Linked DNA regions of Anas platyrhynchos: region 1 is linked to region 2. A link is a contact called in public Hi-C data. All regions are on one chromosome and are shown on one strand. Each heading gives the region's core, a stretch centred on a gene start, on an enhancer-like site or on the middle of the called end of the contact. The rest is flanking DNA. Distances are from core to core; before and after follow the strand shown.

Region 1 (7,061 bases), core at 3,240-5,739, 120 kb before region 2:
TACCTCAGCTAGTCCACACACCGTTTGTCTGAGAGAGAAGACAAAATACTTGATTCACGCTTGATCTTAGCAATTTCACTGTGCTCGAGTGCCCAAATGTAGTCCTGCTAACCACAGGCGTGCTGTGACAGGCTGCTGGTCAGGGAAGGAATCAGGCTGGTGCTTGAACTACTACATCCCAGCAGGGAAGCCGAGCTATTGAGGGGAACCTCATCTTAGCACACCAAGAGGATCTGAAGCCGTTCAGATTTTGTAACGTGGGGGGGCTCTGAACAAAGGGAGTCAAAGGCTGACCCGGGCTGCCCGTGGGGTTGTGTGAGGATCTCTAAAAAAAAACACTCGGCAAAGCTCCACCCTGGCAACTAATGGCTGGGGACAGCTGTGCGATGAAGGAAGGGAAAAATTAGCTGGGTTGAAAGATGTCCTCTGGTCGGTGAGGAAAGAGGGAAAACAATTCTCTGGAGTGGGATTCCTGATGCTGCTCTGTCACAGCTTGTTTGTGGGCTGGTCCCAGGGCTCTATTTGGAAATGCTGGTGCTTATGAAAGCAAGGGGAGAAATCAGCGACTGGTGGGAGCTGTGTTTCCAATCAGCCCATGCATGCTGGCGGTAATGCTGGGGTTTCTCAGGATTATTTCTGAAATCCTTCCGGTATCCTGCAATTCAGCTTAGACACCATACAGGGTTTTGCAGAATAACTTCAAGTTGCTGATCCCTGGTGGGTGCGTTCCCCAAGGACCGGGCTGGGGGCACTTGCTTCGTGCACATGACTTCTGACCAGAGACAAGCAAAAGCGGCAAAATTTAGGACCAGATTGTAAGCTCTCTCGTGGCTGTTGGCATCCAGAGCTGGATTCTGAGTTCAGCCGAGATTGTTGGGTGCAGCCCAATGCCTGAACGCCATTTTCTCACTGCTTTCCTAGAGCAGGATCTTGGTTTAGGTTCAACTAAATTGGAACAGTAAAAGGAAGGCTCCTACATGTGCCAAGTAACTCTTCTATTCCTTGCTCTGTGTGTAGTATACAGAGATACAAAATATGTAAATATATGTGTGTACATATATATGCACATAAGGGATTTAAAATAAATCATTTCAAAATATTGTTACTGAGATGCATTAGCATGAAATTGCAGAGGACTTTTAGTGAAGGCCTGTGCTAAGTAAAAAAAAAAAAAAAAAAAAAAAAATCAAAGGGAATTTTCAGTAGAGAAAATAAAAGCTTTTACTGGTGAATAAATAATTACAGGAGATACTGTGGGAGAAGTTCAGACGTGCAGTTACAGCCAGGAAAGCAGCTGGAGATCTAGGTGCTGCCTGGTGAAACTGTATTTAGGCAGAACAGAAGGAGGCAGAGCTAATAGCACAGTTTGGCTTTTTTCAGAATTTATGCTTTGCTACTGGCATCTGAGAGGCTTTTAGAATTGGTGGAAAGGGGTATGGGTGTTTCTACCAAATGAGATGTTTACTTGAGTATTTTTCAGAAAATGTGTCCTATCTGCTGGCTCCCACTCAGGGCTCTCTGTCTGACAGCTGGCTCTCTGCTCAGCTCAGACAAACATCCCCAAAAGAAGGTACATCGAGTTGATGTCTGCACCTGAAAATTTGTCTGTGCAGAGAACTTGGTTTTGATGTATAGTTCTTTTATTTTACTCCTCCTCTAGTCCTGCCATCTGCTGTTACCACTTCTGTAATATCTTTTAGTTTCCTAATCTGTAATTTGAATCGCCTCCTAAATTTAAAAAGGAATATGATTTTTTTTTTCTTCCCCCAGGCTGCTGTGGAGAGAGTTTTCCTTTGTTAAGAATTTGATATTTTAAATCCCAGGGAAGAAATCTGTAAAGGGTACCTCTGCCAGAGAATAAATTCAGCTTTTATTTTCGTAGCTATTGTTAGACAGACTGCAAGAGAGAAACATGAAAGGATTTACTCATTTTATTTGCTGGTATTTTGGGAAAAACAAAAAGCTCCAGTCATCATGGCTGAAGTTCACTGAGGTCCTGCAAGTTTGTTTGACAGCGAGGAATGCGTAACAGATCCGCACGCATGTGACTGCTGGATGAATGCTATTTATGTCTCCGTAAACATGAAATCATGAAATAAGCTCCACAGCAGCCGTGCTGGTGAAGTCCCTGTCTGACCTGGTCAGCTATCGCTTTGGACTTACGCATCTTGGGGAGTACAAAGTGGACTGGAACTTCTTGCAGAACACCGTGCTGCTGCAAGGGGTTTGCTGAAGGGAAGTAGGTCAAGCAGGAAGGCACAGAAACCACCCGGCGTGTTGCTGGATAAGAGGGAAGGCGCTGTGAGATCCTGTAGCAATTCCTTACACACCTTGTGGACAGAAGAGCGTTTCACAAAAAACAGCACCCAAAAATAAATAAATAAATAAATCACCACGTACATGCTTAATTTTTGTACGGCCCAGCTTTGAAACAGACTCTGTGGAACAGATGTGCAGCTGAGACTTCAGCCCTTGCTGCAAAATAATAATAAAAAGCATGCGCATCTCCAGATTGCAAAAGAAGAGGGAAAAAAGGTGTGGGAGAAATCTCAGAATCACAGGAGGGTTTGGGTTGGAGCGGACCCCAAAGTCCGTCTGGTTCCAACCCCCTGGGCACTGCCAGGGCTGGGGCACCCACAGCTTCCCTGGGCAGCCTGTTCAGTGCCTCGTAGTAAAGAATTCTTTCTGTGTAACACTCTTTTGGTTTAACACGGTCACTCCTCGTCCTGTGGCCAGGCTCCCTGGTGTCACCACGTCTCCTGGGGCCGCAGACCCATGGGGCAGGGCTGGGCCTGTGGCTGGGTGCACCCATGGCCTGCAGGGCCGGGCCAGGCCCAGCAAGTGCAGGCAGGTGGCAGGACACCAGCACCAGCCCTTGGGATGGGGTGAAAAAGTTCACAAAAAGGGAGAGCAAAAACACAGAGGAAAAAGGACCAGAGAGGTCCTGGATTAACGTCGTTCCTGGTTTTCTCACTTTGCAGAAGAGGCAGTTGAACTCTGGGCCTTCTGCACTCCAGGAGAGGTCAGCAGCAGAAAGCTGTGCCTGGCAAGGAGGTCTCAGTGTGAGCACACACAAAAAAAAAACAGCCCAAAAACACACACAAAGACAGCTCCGCAAAGCCCAAATCCAGGACCAAAATTCATCTCACTCCCCCCAAAAAACGCAGCCATGCCAGCTGTACATAGCAGGGCAGCTGCCAGTCAGCAGGGAAGGCTTAGGGACTGCTGTGGAAATTTTGGCTAGAGCTGACTTTCAAAAGGCAGCACAGAAGAGTAGAAAGGCATGAAAAACTGAACTATGTAAAATTTCCCATCAACAGACTACTTGCTGTTAGAGAAAACCAGGAATTTAGGCCCTATTTTAAGCTCCTCATGGTGTGCAACCCAATTTTGGAGGCAATTAACTGAAATCATCATAGTCGTAGGGTTTGACATTCTTTTTATCCTTTGCACAGGTTTTCAAGTGATGTTCTTGTGCTTTTCTCTGCTGCAGACGTTACTGTTGGCGTCATGGTCTGCTCTCTGTGCCTTGTGCAATCCTCCTGCCCTTCAGATGGATCTCAGCCCAGCTGAATAATGGTGAGGGTTTGCTGGCAGTGCGCTGCCCGAGCTTGCAGCAACCTCTCCAAACGCCTCTCCTTCTGCCTTCAGTTGGCATTGCGACTGAGAAGATCTGAGCCATGATTTATGCCCCATAGGAAACGTGCTGCGTGATATATTTAGGGTAAGGTGCCCAGTATTTTTCAGTCTTGACAATGCAGATTTAGAGTAAATAGTGCATCCAAACATTCAATTTTGCAAGGCCACTCCATAGTTTCTTGTTTTATTGACACTTATTCAGTAGCATAGGTACATAAAGAAAAGTGCAGAGGTCTAGGTGCATCAGAAGAGCAGGATCTAGCCTTTCATTCCCACCTTTAGTCTCTAAGGGTTTTGTTCTCCTCATGCAGAACTTGTCCATCCCTCCCGTGCTGCTGCTGGCACCACATTTCCCAAGCAGGGGAAAATCATCTCAGGCCTCATCCACTGGGGCATCTTTCTGCTAAGCCTAGCTCCCGAGGGGAGTTCAGCCTGAACAGCTGCCAAATTATTTTGACTTGGATTTCAAAAAGTCAAGGGATGCAGCTACGATCTGTGTAAGAGCTTCAGCAAAGTGGGTAATTCAGATAACGTCCTCTTTTCCCCCAGAAATTCCAGTGAATTAGGTATGTCTTAGTAACAAGCAGTGGAGCTTTCTACTCAATGGAAGGCTGATTTCTGGAAGCTCGATAGTCCCGGGTATTTCAGGAGTAGCTTTCAGTTACTTGTCTCACCTTACCAGTTTTTGTATTTGTATTTAACCAGCAGACAGACTGTCAATCAGCTGTTCTTTCTTCATAAAAGAAGATTACAAAAGCAAACAGAATGATCACCCCAGGTTCACCATTGGGAAGTGTGAACAAAACCGGGCTTAAACAGGGATGAGTCAACGCAGCGCTGAAGTGCCTACTTATTGGTAAATACAGCCTGGCTGCTGTTGGCTGCTTCGAAGCCCGCGTACCCTCCAGGGGGCTTGGGAACTGGTGATGCAAACTGATGAGTCACATTTTAGAACAATAGTTTCTTCATGCAAAATGACTCAGGATAAAAGAAAAACAGGTTTTTCAATGAGCCAAAGCCTGTGAAATTACAGAAAGGAATGGAATAGGGGGATATCTTGAGCCCCGTGTTGAAAGTATTAAACCTTTTCCTAAAGAGTAATACAGTGCTTACGGTGGGTGCCTCAGCCCACGGGTCAGACTATGCCTGCTTTGTGTTGGCTTTCTGCCTTCAGAGCTCACATGCAGGTAACCAGAGCAAAAAGAGCTGAACATCAGTGTGCACGAGCATCACAACATATGTAGCAGCACCTCATGCACCACTGGGCTGGGTTATTTCTTCTGTACCATGCTCCCTCTGCTCTGCTGCTTGCCCAGTTTAACGTGCAAGGTTGGTGTGGGGCTGTGTGTGTGGCTATGTCCCCAGCCTTCTTCCTCTGTCTTGGTGGACATACAGAGCAAATCCCCTCTTCCACGAACCAACAACACTACGAGGTGTGACACTATGAAATAACAAGCTCTCTCTATAACAGAAACCCCATTTCTTCTTGCAAGGGCGGAATATACTGACTCTGTGGGTTATGTGGCCCTACAAATATGCCTCTTTTAGGTACTCTGTAGAGTTTTATTACAGAAATGACCGCTTTTGCATTTGGAATGTAAATATATACAACATTTAAAGGACTTAATTAAGTCAGAAAAATTAGGTAATGGGGAAAATAAGCTGTGGTCTGTCGATAAAAGCACTGTAATCAGATTAATCAAGCAATTCTCCCCAGAAGGTTCATTGCCTTTCTTGTACTACGTGCATTTACTTCCCGATAGCCTCCCTCGACCTCCTCCTTGTAAAGCACCTTGCTGTGCTGCTCCGAGCCAGGACAAGGCTCAGGTCTCCACTGGCAGAGCTGGCATTTCTCCAGTGTCACGGCCTTTTTTATGTTAAAAATCTGGCATTTCAGCCCTGCGTGCTCACCTCTCCCTTTTTGGGCTGTTCTCATTGCTTTCTATCCATAGGTGGCAGCAGTCCTTAAAATCTTTAACCTTACAGCGTTTGTGTTTTTTTTTTTTTGGATCTCGCTGAGAGAGTTGTGCAACGATTTCCTGAACTTTGGTGCGTGAAGCTGGTGCAAGAGGAACCATTTTCAAGGAACAAAACATCCTTCGCAGCCCGTCATTTAACTGTGCCATGGAGACAAACAGCTGAAAGTCAAACTTCAGCCTCTGGGCTGAATTCCCCTCCAAATTATTCCACTTCAGCTGCAGGAAGGTGTTTTAACTGTGCTTTAACTGCACCAGATATCGTGCTCTGCCTGCCCGTTAGCTGATGGGCGTTGCTGGAGCAACGGTAATGGTTCTGAAACCAGTTAACTTTCTTAATAATGTGCTTAAAAACCTATGTTTTACACAGTTTGCTTGCAGAAGGCAAAAAGATAATTTCCCATTTCTGTGGGAAGGGTGCCAGTGGAACTGCTGGGCAGGGGCAACCTGAGCCTGGGCTGGGGTCCTGGTCCCTGCAGTGCTCTGAGCAGCTTCATCCCAATAAGTCTGACCTCTGCACCTTGACATTCCCCAAGAGCAGAGCTCAGAAGTGACACACAACCACTCGTTTAGGGCATTGAGCTTGCACTGCAGGCAGAATTACCCATGCTTTGACACCTCTCCGAACCCAGCAGTGCCGAGCGGCGGCTTTTACAGAGGAGCAGCTCCGATCAGCCTGCCCTTGACAGCTGCAGATGACAGGAAGATGAGGGCTTAATTATGATGTGATTAAGTTGACGTTATCATCTTATGTCTGCTTAGTGTCTAACACAAAACGAGCTGGTGATCTCGGTCTTGTTTGCAGCTACCTTGTATCAGGAGCCAGCAGCCGGGGGGACACGGACTGATGCTGAGGGCTGGGGAGGGAAGGGGATGGGAGCGGGGTCCTGCCCCACCAGGCTGGAGGCTTCTGCCACGTTCTGCTGCAATTTGTGATCTGAGATTTGTGTGCCGTGGGCTTTTGCCCTTTCACCACTCTGGGAGATTCACAGGGAGCAATTTTCATGTCAGAGGCACCGCAGAGCGCTGCGCGAGCAGCAGTTTGTCACTGTCACAGCACAAAATGCTGCTGGTGAGGGACGCAGCAGCTCTGACATGCAGAGGCCACCCCCAGGTCCCCAGGGCTGCTCCTGCCAGGCCAGAGGCAGGGAGGTGTGGGAGCCTCAGCCGTCCCCGCAGGAGGTTCCCAGCACCCATGAGCGCCAGCAAAAAGCAAAAAGAATTGCAAAACGTGACTGTTCAAACCACTGATGTAACCCCAGCTCCTTGGTAGCTCTCCAAAACCATATTTCCCTGGAAGCAGAGCTCCGAGGGTGGTCCCTGCCTGTCAGCTTGGCCAGGAGGATGTTCAAGGACCCCACTGCCATGGCTGGGAAGGATGGGAGCCGCAGCCCACTGCGCTCCCCAGGTGCAATTGAATTTCTCAGCCTTAAATACTCTGAATAC
Region 2 (7,691 bases), core at 1,330-3,829:
CACAATGCAGAAGAGCACAAGTTCCAGCCAGAAGCAGGGGCTGAACACCACGCAGTGATATTTGCAGGGCACGCTTGCAGGAACCAAGGGCAAAGCACCGACAGCTCAACTTCTGCATCCCCAGATCTGCGCACGATGCGGCTGCATGTGGTGTGAGCCTGTTCTGGCTGGCAAGCTGCCTGCTTCGAAAGGGAAGAGGGAGCGAGGGGAAAACCTGCGCGCTGTTCCCTGCCACCAGCTCAACAATGGTAAACATTTGTCTCTAAGTCACTAGTGGAAGCCTTTAAATGCTGTTTAGTTCCTTAACCCTTGGCCTAGGAAAAGCACACTGCATGCTGACAGCTCCAAGAACTAGACGCCCTCCTTCTGCCCATCCTCTTGGGTAACGCTGAGCGTGCAGCTGGGATTGCTGAGCTGTGTTTACATCCCTGCTGCGAGCACAGGCCGTTCAGCTCCATACCCGCAGCACAAACCACCTACTATTTTGGGCAGGAGCAGGAGCGGGACCTCTCCCGTGCCAGCCCGCGTGCCAGTGACGCCGCCGGAGCACTCAGCCAGACCAGCGGGGCCGAAGGATGGCTCCGGGTTTGGGATCGATTCTAAAAGCTCGTCGGCACCCTGCTGCCAAAAGGGCTGGCTCCCGAGGGGCTGTGGCAAAGACTGGAGGCTGAATTGATCCGAACAGAGCCTGGAAGCTTTTAAGAGTTAGGGGAAATGTATTTGCAGCCCCTTTTCCAGCAGCAAATATATATTGTTTTAAAAATAACCTTTCTCTCCGATGGTTTAGTGAAATCGGATGATCCAGGATCTGCTGGACTGCTCTCCCTCCACGACTCCTGACAATTGCAGCATGCAGGAGGAGTTTATATTTAACAAAGTGAATCACAGTTCATGGCGCACAGTCTGTTTTTTAGTATGAGGTAAGAGTACCATAAGGCTAAATAAAAATATAACTTAGGGGTAGGAAGGAGAGAAGCAAAGCGCTGACATGAGAAAGCTGAGTACATTTTGGGGTATTAAAGTGATCAAATATTCAATAAACAAACATGCATGTGTCCCATGTCTCACTGTGCTCACTTGGTTAAACTCCTCCATGGCTTCAGTCTCTTCCACCTTAAATTTCAAAATTATCAAGCCAGTCCTTCTGAGGCCACAAAATCATAAAAAAGTCTGATTGCTGTCCTGAAACACCACCTAGTCCTTCTCCCGGAAGGAACCACTGATTTTTGGTCACCTGTGCAGCCCAATAACATTAAAAAACATCGAGTATCCTGTTGTGATTCGAATGGGAATCGAGGACCACCAAACAGCGAACACTCACACCCAAATAAAGCCCAAGAAGCAGGGCCTGCACCTCACAAATCCCAACTTCTCGGATCGATCAGGGCTTTTGGCCCTGCAGCTCTGCCAGCCACGCAGCTCAGCTCCACACAATACACGTCAACTGTTTACCCGTGTATTTTCAGGCCCTGGTGTAACACAGCTCCGCTAAAAAAAGCCACGCTATCACAGCTGACTCACCTCCAGCAGCCCAGGAGCCGCTCCGGCCCGCAGGAATCACACCGCACACCCTGAAGTTTACCCAAAAAAAAACCCAGCCCAAACCACACGGCGACTTTCCATGCGTTAGGGCCGTATTTACATGGCAGACGGGAAGTGGAGTTACCCCGCTGGGGCAGCCATGGCCATTTAAAAGCCTCCAGCTAATTACCACTGCTAATGAGCACGGCGCTGGGTCCCTGCTGGTGCTGAGGGGGAGCTAAGGGCTGGGCTGGGGGGCACCGGGCCCTGCACCCCCCGGCTCTGGGGTGGTCTCAGCACATAGGAATGGGGGGTCCAGGACTGGGGGGGGGGATCCCAGAACCTGAGGGGAGAGAAAAGACCCAGAACTTGAAGGGGGGGATCCCAGAACTTGAGGGGCCGTCAGAAATTGGGGAGGGGGCTTAACTTGAGGGGGGGACCCTAGAACTTGAGGGGGGGGGACCTAGAACCTGAAGGGAGACCCAGAACCTGAGGAGGGGCAGAACTTGAAGGGAGGGACCCAGAACTTGAGGGGGAGCCCAGAACCTGAGGGGGAGGGGGAAAGTTAAGGGGGGGACCCCAGAACTTGAAGGGAGGGGCCCAGAACCTGAGGGGGGTACCCTAGAACTTGAAGAAGGGGGGGGCAAATATTCGATGGGGTGGCCCAGAACTGAGGCGGGGGGGGGGGCAGAACCTGAGGGGGGGACACCCCCCAACCTGAGGGGAGCCCAGAACCTGGGGCGCCCCAATCCCCTCAGAACCCCCTCAGAACCCCCTCAGAATCCCCTCAGAATCCCCTCAGCCCCAGCCACCGGGCGCCCCCCCAACCCCAAGGGGGGGGTGGACAGCGGCTGAGAGGGAAGCAGACGACACCCCGTGTCCCCCCCTCTTGTCCTCACCTCTTGAAGTCTCGCATCAGCCGGCGCCGGGCCGGGGTGGACATGGTGGCGGCGGAACACGCTCCCCCCGGGCCGCAGCACCGCCTCCCGCCGCCGCCCGCACAAACAACCCGCAATGGCGTCTCCCTCCGCGGGGGGCGGGCCCCTGCCGCCGGGCCGTGACGTCACGCGGGAGGCGGGGAGGGGAGGGGGGGGGAACCTCGGCCCGGTCCATTCCGCCCGTGTAGGGGGGGGGCGAGGAGGGGGAAGCTCCCACTGCGCTGCTGCGGGGGGGGGGTTGCCCGGCCTCACCTCAGGTTTTGTTTTTTTTTGCCTCATTTTTTCTCAGCGCCCTCGCTGCAGGTGGAGGCTTCGAGGTCCTGACCCTGTTCCCAGCCAGCCCCTGAAGCAGGGTTTTTGGCTGCGTGTGCTGCGGTGCTCTGAGTTCGTGGTTTTGGGAGGTCACAAAAAAACACCACAAGAGCCCTAATGAAGTGCCCCAAATGTCCTCGTCCCGCTGCTGTGTGCTCATGGAGCTGTGACCGGGGGCTTAATCTAGCCCAAAAGGCCAAAATCGGCTTCTTACCACAGCCCTGCTTCAGCAGGTGGTGGCCTTTGGGATGAGGCTGCCACGGGTGCTCGTAGCCACCCCGCAGCTCAGGAACCTGCCCTTCAGGGGTGTCAACCCCACACCGTGCTCCCACCTCAGTGAAAACACGCTTGCGGTGAGGCACACGTGTGAGAACTGACACTGCAAGGCAGCAAGCTTTCTCAGGAGGCTTAGGAGCAAGGAGCCATCCTTCCCCAGCCACCAACACGCAGCTCGCCCAATGCAGCCCTCTTGTCCTGAGTTTCCTCCTTCTCCCCGCACTCCTGCTTTAATTTTACGTTCTGCCGCCGCTCCTCCAGCTTTCTGCAGTTTATATTTAGCTCCAGCTAATTCCCAAGGGAGAAAGTAGACTGTAAAAACCAAGTGCAAGCTTGGACTTGTATAAATAATTAACGCCAGTCCAGCATCGTTCGTTATTCCGCTGTTAACATGCTGCCCAGGCCTGGCAGCGAATACATCCCCTACCCAAAGGGTGCTCGAGTCACCCCAAAAGCTCCCCACCTCTCCTGGGGGCAGCCACCAGCTGCGTGGAAAAGCCCCTCAGGCACCAAGCAGAAGGGTTAATTCTGAAATCCCGCATAGTTTCCACTTGTCTGGGGAACCTTTTCAGCAGAATCACAGCAGCAACAGCATTTCTTCTCCTTTGATACCGCTGGGGAAGAGCGAAAGAAACAAGAGGTCACAGCAGCTTCCTTAAAGCTGCTCTGCTGCTTCCTTGAATGCAGGCATCAGCCAAGCCTTTACCGAGCCCAGCATCTTTATTTATTTTTCAATTATGATTTTTGGAAGAAGCCTGCTGCAGGCCAGCTCCAGGCTCTTCCACAGCAGCCGGGCTCACCCGCAGCGGGGCTGGCAGTGCACGAGCAGCACATAAGTGCTCGCAGCAGAGGGCACTGATCATCTGTCCTCCTCCTGCCCGGCACGGTGGGCTTGGACAAAGCTGTACACACCAGGATGGCCTCACGGGTGTTAGCATTATCTAATTTATAGGTTTCTTTTCAGTCTTACCTGGCAGTTAAACAGGTGTGGCTGGTAACTTCATCAGGAAATGGAAAGCTTTATTTTTTTTTTCCCTCTGAAGAACCAGCTGCAGTTTCTGTCCTGTTGATTGCATGGAGTATGTAGGTGAAAAAAAATTTCTCATCAGAAAGTTCTTTCTAGTTGTGTTTTTGCTGCCTGTTTTTCCCCAGAAATGCTATTTGATAAAGGAATACACTTCATAAAAAGGTAGCACTTTGCAGCATAACCATTCTACTTTAATCTTCAGTAAACACTACATTTGTGAAAAATTTTTGTAAAACCGGAACATTTCTCAGATAACTTTGTTCCTTCATAAAATGAGAAGCTTGAGAAGCAAGAACGAAGTGAGCTACTCGCTCTCCTGTTTGTTAGAGCAGTCCTGGTAACGTCATGGTTCTTTTTTCCGGGTCACTCTCCCTTCCATGCTGCCGTGTCCCTCTGGGAGGAGATGTCTGCATTAGCACCAGCCAAACCCAAGACTCCGAAATTAGGGAAATGAACAAGCTGAGTCACCTGTTAGGCACCACTTTTGTTCTCGCTCATTGCAGCAGCTGAGGAGTGCCCTGGGGACCGTGCTGTGCTAGGTACCACGCTGCTCTGCAGCAGGCGGCCTTTTCCCCAAAACACTTGGGAGCAAAGAGAAGGGCTGGTGGCAAAGTGACTGATTTGCTCTCACCCTTAGCTCCTTCATAGAAGCAAGAAGGTGGTGCCAAAGTACAGAGGAGAACTGAAGGTTTTACCACTGCTGCCAGCCCCATCCCTAGCTCCTGAACCCATTACTGCCTCTGGGCCCACCTCAACCCTCAGAAAAGCAGCCTGCAGAAAACAACCATGCATGGGGCTCCCAAAATATCCGGCTATTCTGACAATTTTTCCTTGAATACACTCCAGCACAGTGTGCACGTATTTACTTGGTTTACCCAGGGGCACAGCACCGACCAGCACAGCCCAGGGCCAGCACACCTGCCTCTCCCCTAGGAGCAGGGCAAGTACCTCCCCTAGAGAAAAAATTCAAATTTGGGGAGAAAGTTTTGATGTTCATGGGCATGTTTCAAGCAAATAGTGGAAGGACGTGTGAATGCTGCTGAGCTATGAAATGCCCTGGCTGTGGGGTGCTGTCACCTCCTGTACCTCTGTACAAAGGCACTTCCCTGCGTGCCCTTAGCAAGCTGTGCGTGATCTCCGCGAGGCGGAACCCCGGCTACGTCAGGCCAGCCAGGAGAAAGCAGAACTGGCTGGAAGGCCACCACTTCTTCAATCCAAAGGTCAGCTTCGTGGCTCAGCCTGTGTGCTGCCCCAGCTTCCCCAGGTGGCGTTTTTTGTCAGCTGTGCATTACATCACGTTGCTCTGGCTCTCTTCCCAGGATACTGAGCGCACATTGGCCACAAAAGGGGTGGTGTCCTTCTTATACCAGCGCCGTGCCATCCCCAGACAGAAGAGGGATTGTTAATGGTGCAGCGGGGAGATCTCCTGTAAATCTCCATAGGAACATTTGAGTTCAGACCTATTTCCACAAATTTTCAGCAAGAATTTTGGTCAGGACATCGATCACCTCGGATTTTCTCCTAGCTGGAGACACCAGCTCTCACCCTAGCGTACTCTGATTCAATTGAATAGCTCACCTGCAAGACTGAACATTAAATAAATGTTATTGCTTTCAGATAGAGATTCTTTTTTCTTGTAGTGCTTCATCATACAGATATTGGAAGTTTAATTATTTATTGAGAAATGGGTTTTGTTTCATAATAATAGTTTAAGACTTCCAACTGAAATGATCTGCAGAGTTGAAACAACATAGTAATGTGACATCTGACTGGAGGATCAGGGGAGTATTTGGGCAGTAGCAGTACTAGTAGGGACTATTTGGACCCATCTCTGAAATTCTGAAGAGCTAAAAATGTTTACTACTTTAATTTTGAGCCAGTCCATTTTGCTAAGCAACCGCTTTACCAACTGTCTTCCCTGCTGTTGCAGTAGCTTGCTGGTCCTGCCCTACTCCCATCTTGTCCTTCTTTTTGTACTGTCTCTTCTCTTTTAATCACTGCTGTTTTGTCCTGCCATTGATAGGGGGGGTGCTGTGCAGAAATGCTTATTATGATCGCTCATCACCTACATTTAGCTGTTGCTAATTGCAGTAGCATTAGCACATGGATGACTTTGGGAAATTAGGGCACTCTGTGGCTCAGAGTCAATTCTGCTGTAGCAGGAGAGGTTTTCTTGAAAGCCCATCCTTTCATGCCCTGAGAACTGCCTTTTCTAAAAAAGAAAACAAACAAAACCTGCTTCTTATTAAGTGGATTTCTGGTTATTTATTTATTTTTCAGATTACACACCATGAACTTTTACATGCAGTGTAACATTAGCAAAAGTAAGACAATAATATAGAAACTAAAATTCTATAGAGCAGGTTTGGAACTGCAGGGAAGAGTGGTAATTCCATTCCTTATGCCCTCCTTCATCCTGTTAGGTATTGATTGCTGTTAATAATAACAGGACACTGCAGCAGCTATTTTGGTAATGTTGAACTATAAACATGGAGGTAAATAGCTTAATAAGCACAGATAATTCCTTTATTCTCAAACCTCAAATATAGTCTACAGTGCAGAATGAGTCAGCTGGAAGGATCTGCATTTATGTATCCTCCTCCGAGAGAGGAAGTACAGCGAGGAGCACAGCAGTGCTGCGTGCTTGGATACATTTCAGACGTGAAGACAGCAGGCTTTTTGATGAGAGATTTTTAATGTCTTCCAGCCATCCCCATGAGGATGCTGGTCTAAGATCAGTATACAATCTTTATATCTCTTTTCACCAGCTGATGTATTATCTGATTATGATATACCGTTTTTCAAGCAGTTTGACACCTCACCTTCAGGGTATTTTCAGAAGGAGCCCAGCTTTGTCAGGGTGGTACTTCCTGGAGTCCAGCATCCTAAGAAGGCAAGGAAAATATCCCCAGCTCACTGTCGGACTGGCAGATAGAGTCCATGTATCTGAGAGGAACTCTTACTATCAAAGTTCATAACCTTCTTTACTAGCGACTGTGTGCGTTTATACCACCACCAATGAAGAACCATCTATCTAATGCGAAACGACCGCAGCCTGTGTTAACCAACAGAAATCTGGAAGCGAAACCTGCTGAGGGGTGTGCCGCTTCCCCGCGCAGCGAATCTCCCCGAGCGCTGCCCCAGAAGTCACCCGAGACGTGCAGGAGGCCTGTCTGCTCTGCAAAGTGAATTTCACTTGTTACCTTGGCATTGACATGGGCAGGGAGGTTTAGGATGTGAGAAACACATACATTCAGAGGCACCTGGCTGAGCTATGACTTCACCGCTTAAATACTACATTGGTGATACAATTTAACACGAGCAGAAGATGACAGTACTTTAATTTGTCAAAATACAGCATGCTTTTCCCTGTTAGTGCACTCAAATATGTGAACGTGCATTTGTACAGTATTCTGATTAATCTGCTAAGTGGCATCCCCTACTAGAAACCCCTTTCAGTTCCAGTCTGCAGCCTTAGCTTACAGGAGTGGTTCAGTCAGCTTAATTGGGAACGTCCACAGATGAAGGATGTGGCACATCAGAGATTGCTAATTAGAGAAGTTGGGCTTTACAGAGGTGCCAAAGAGATTCAGTAGCATAAGTGCCAGTCCACAGTG

What was found. A called contact is a pair of places that touch in the nucleus more often than the background predicts.
Region 1: a contact with region 2 is called in a Hi-C map of skeletal muscle, with 2.3 times the contacts expected there. The contact joins the enhancer-like site here to the promoter of UBE2B in region 2. A contact is called at or near these places in 3 of 8 Hi-C or Micro-C datasets (skeletal muscle and subcutaneous adipose tissue).

What each region holds. Positions count from the first base shown.
Region 1 is chr14:3,029,554-3,036,614 of IASCAAS_PekinDuck_T2T, reverse strand. No RefSeq gene overlaps it. Among named protein-coding and RNA genes, the nearest start is that of SAR1B, 20 kb to the left of the region's middle. Within about 2 kb of position 4,489, at least 2 of the 8 cell types and tissues checked have an H3K27ac peak or open chromatin away from gene starts, as enhancers often do.
Region 2 is chr14:2,906,809-2,914,499 of IASCAAS_PekinDuck_T2T, reverse strand. It overlaps UBE2B (ubiquitin conjugating enzyme E2 B), which reads right to left and starts at 2,579. Exons shown (of 6, transcript XM_027468549.3): 1 at 2,421-2,579. The coding sequence starts at 2,464. It overlaps LOC106014446 (a long non-coding RNA gene), which reads right to left. Exons shown (of 5, transcript XR_011803418.1): 5 at 6,314-7,691.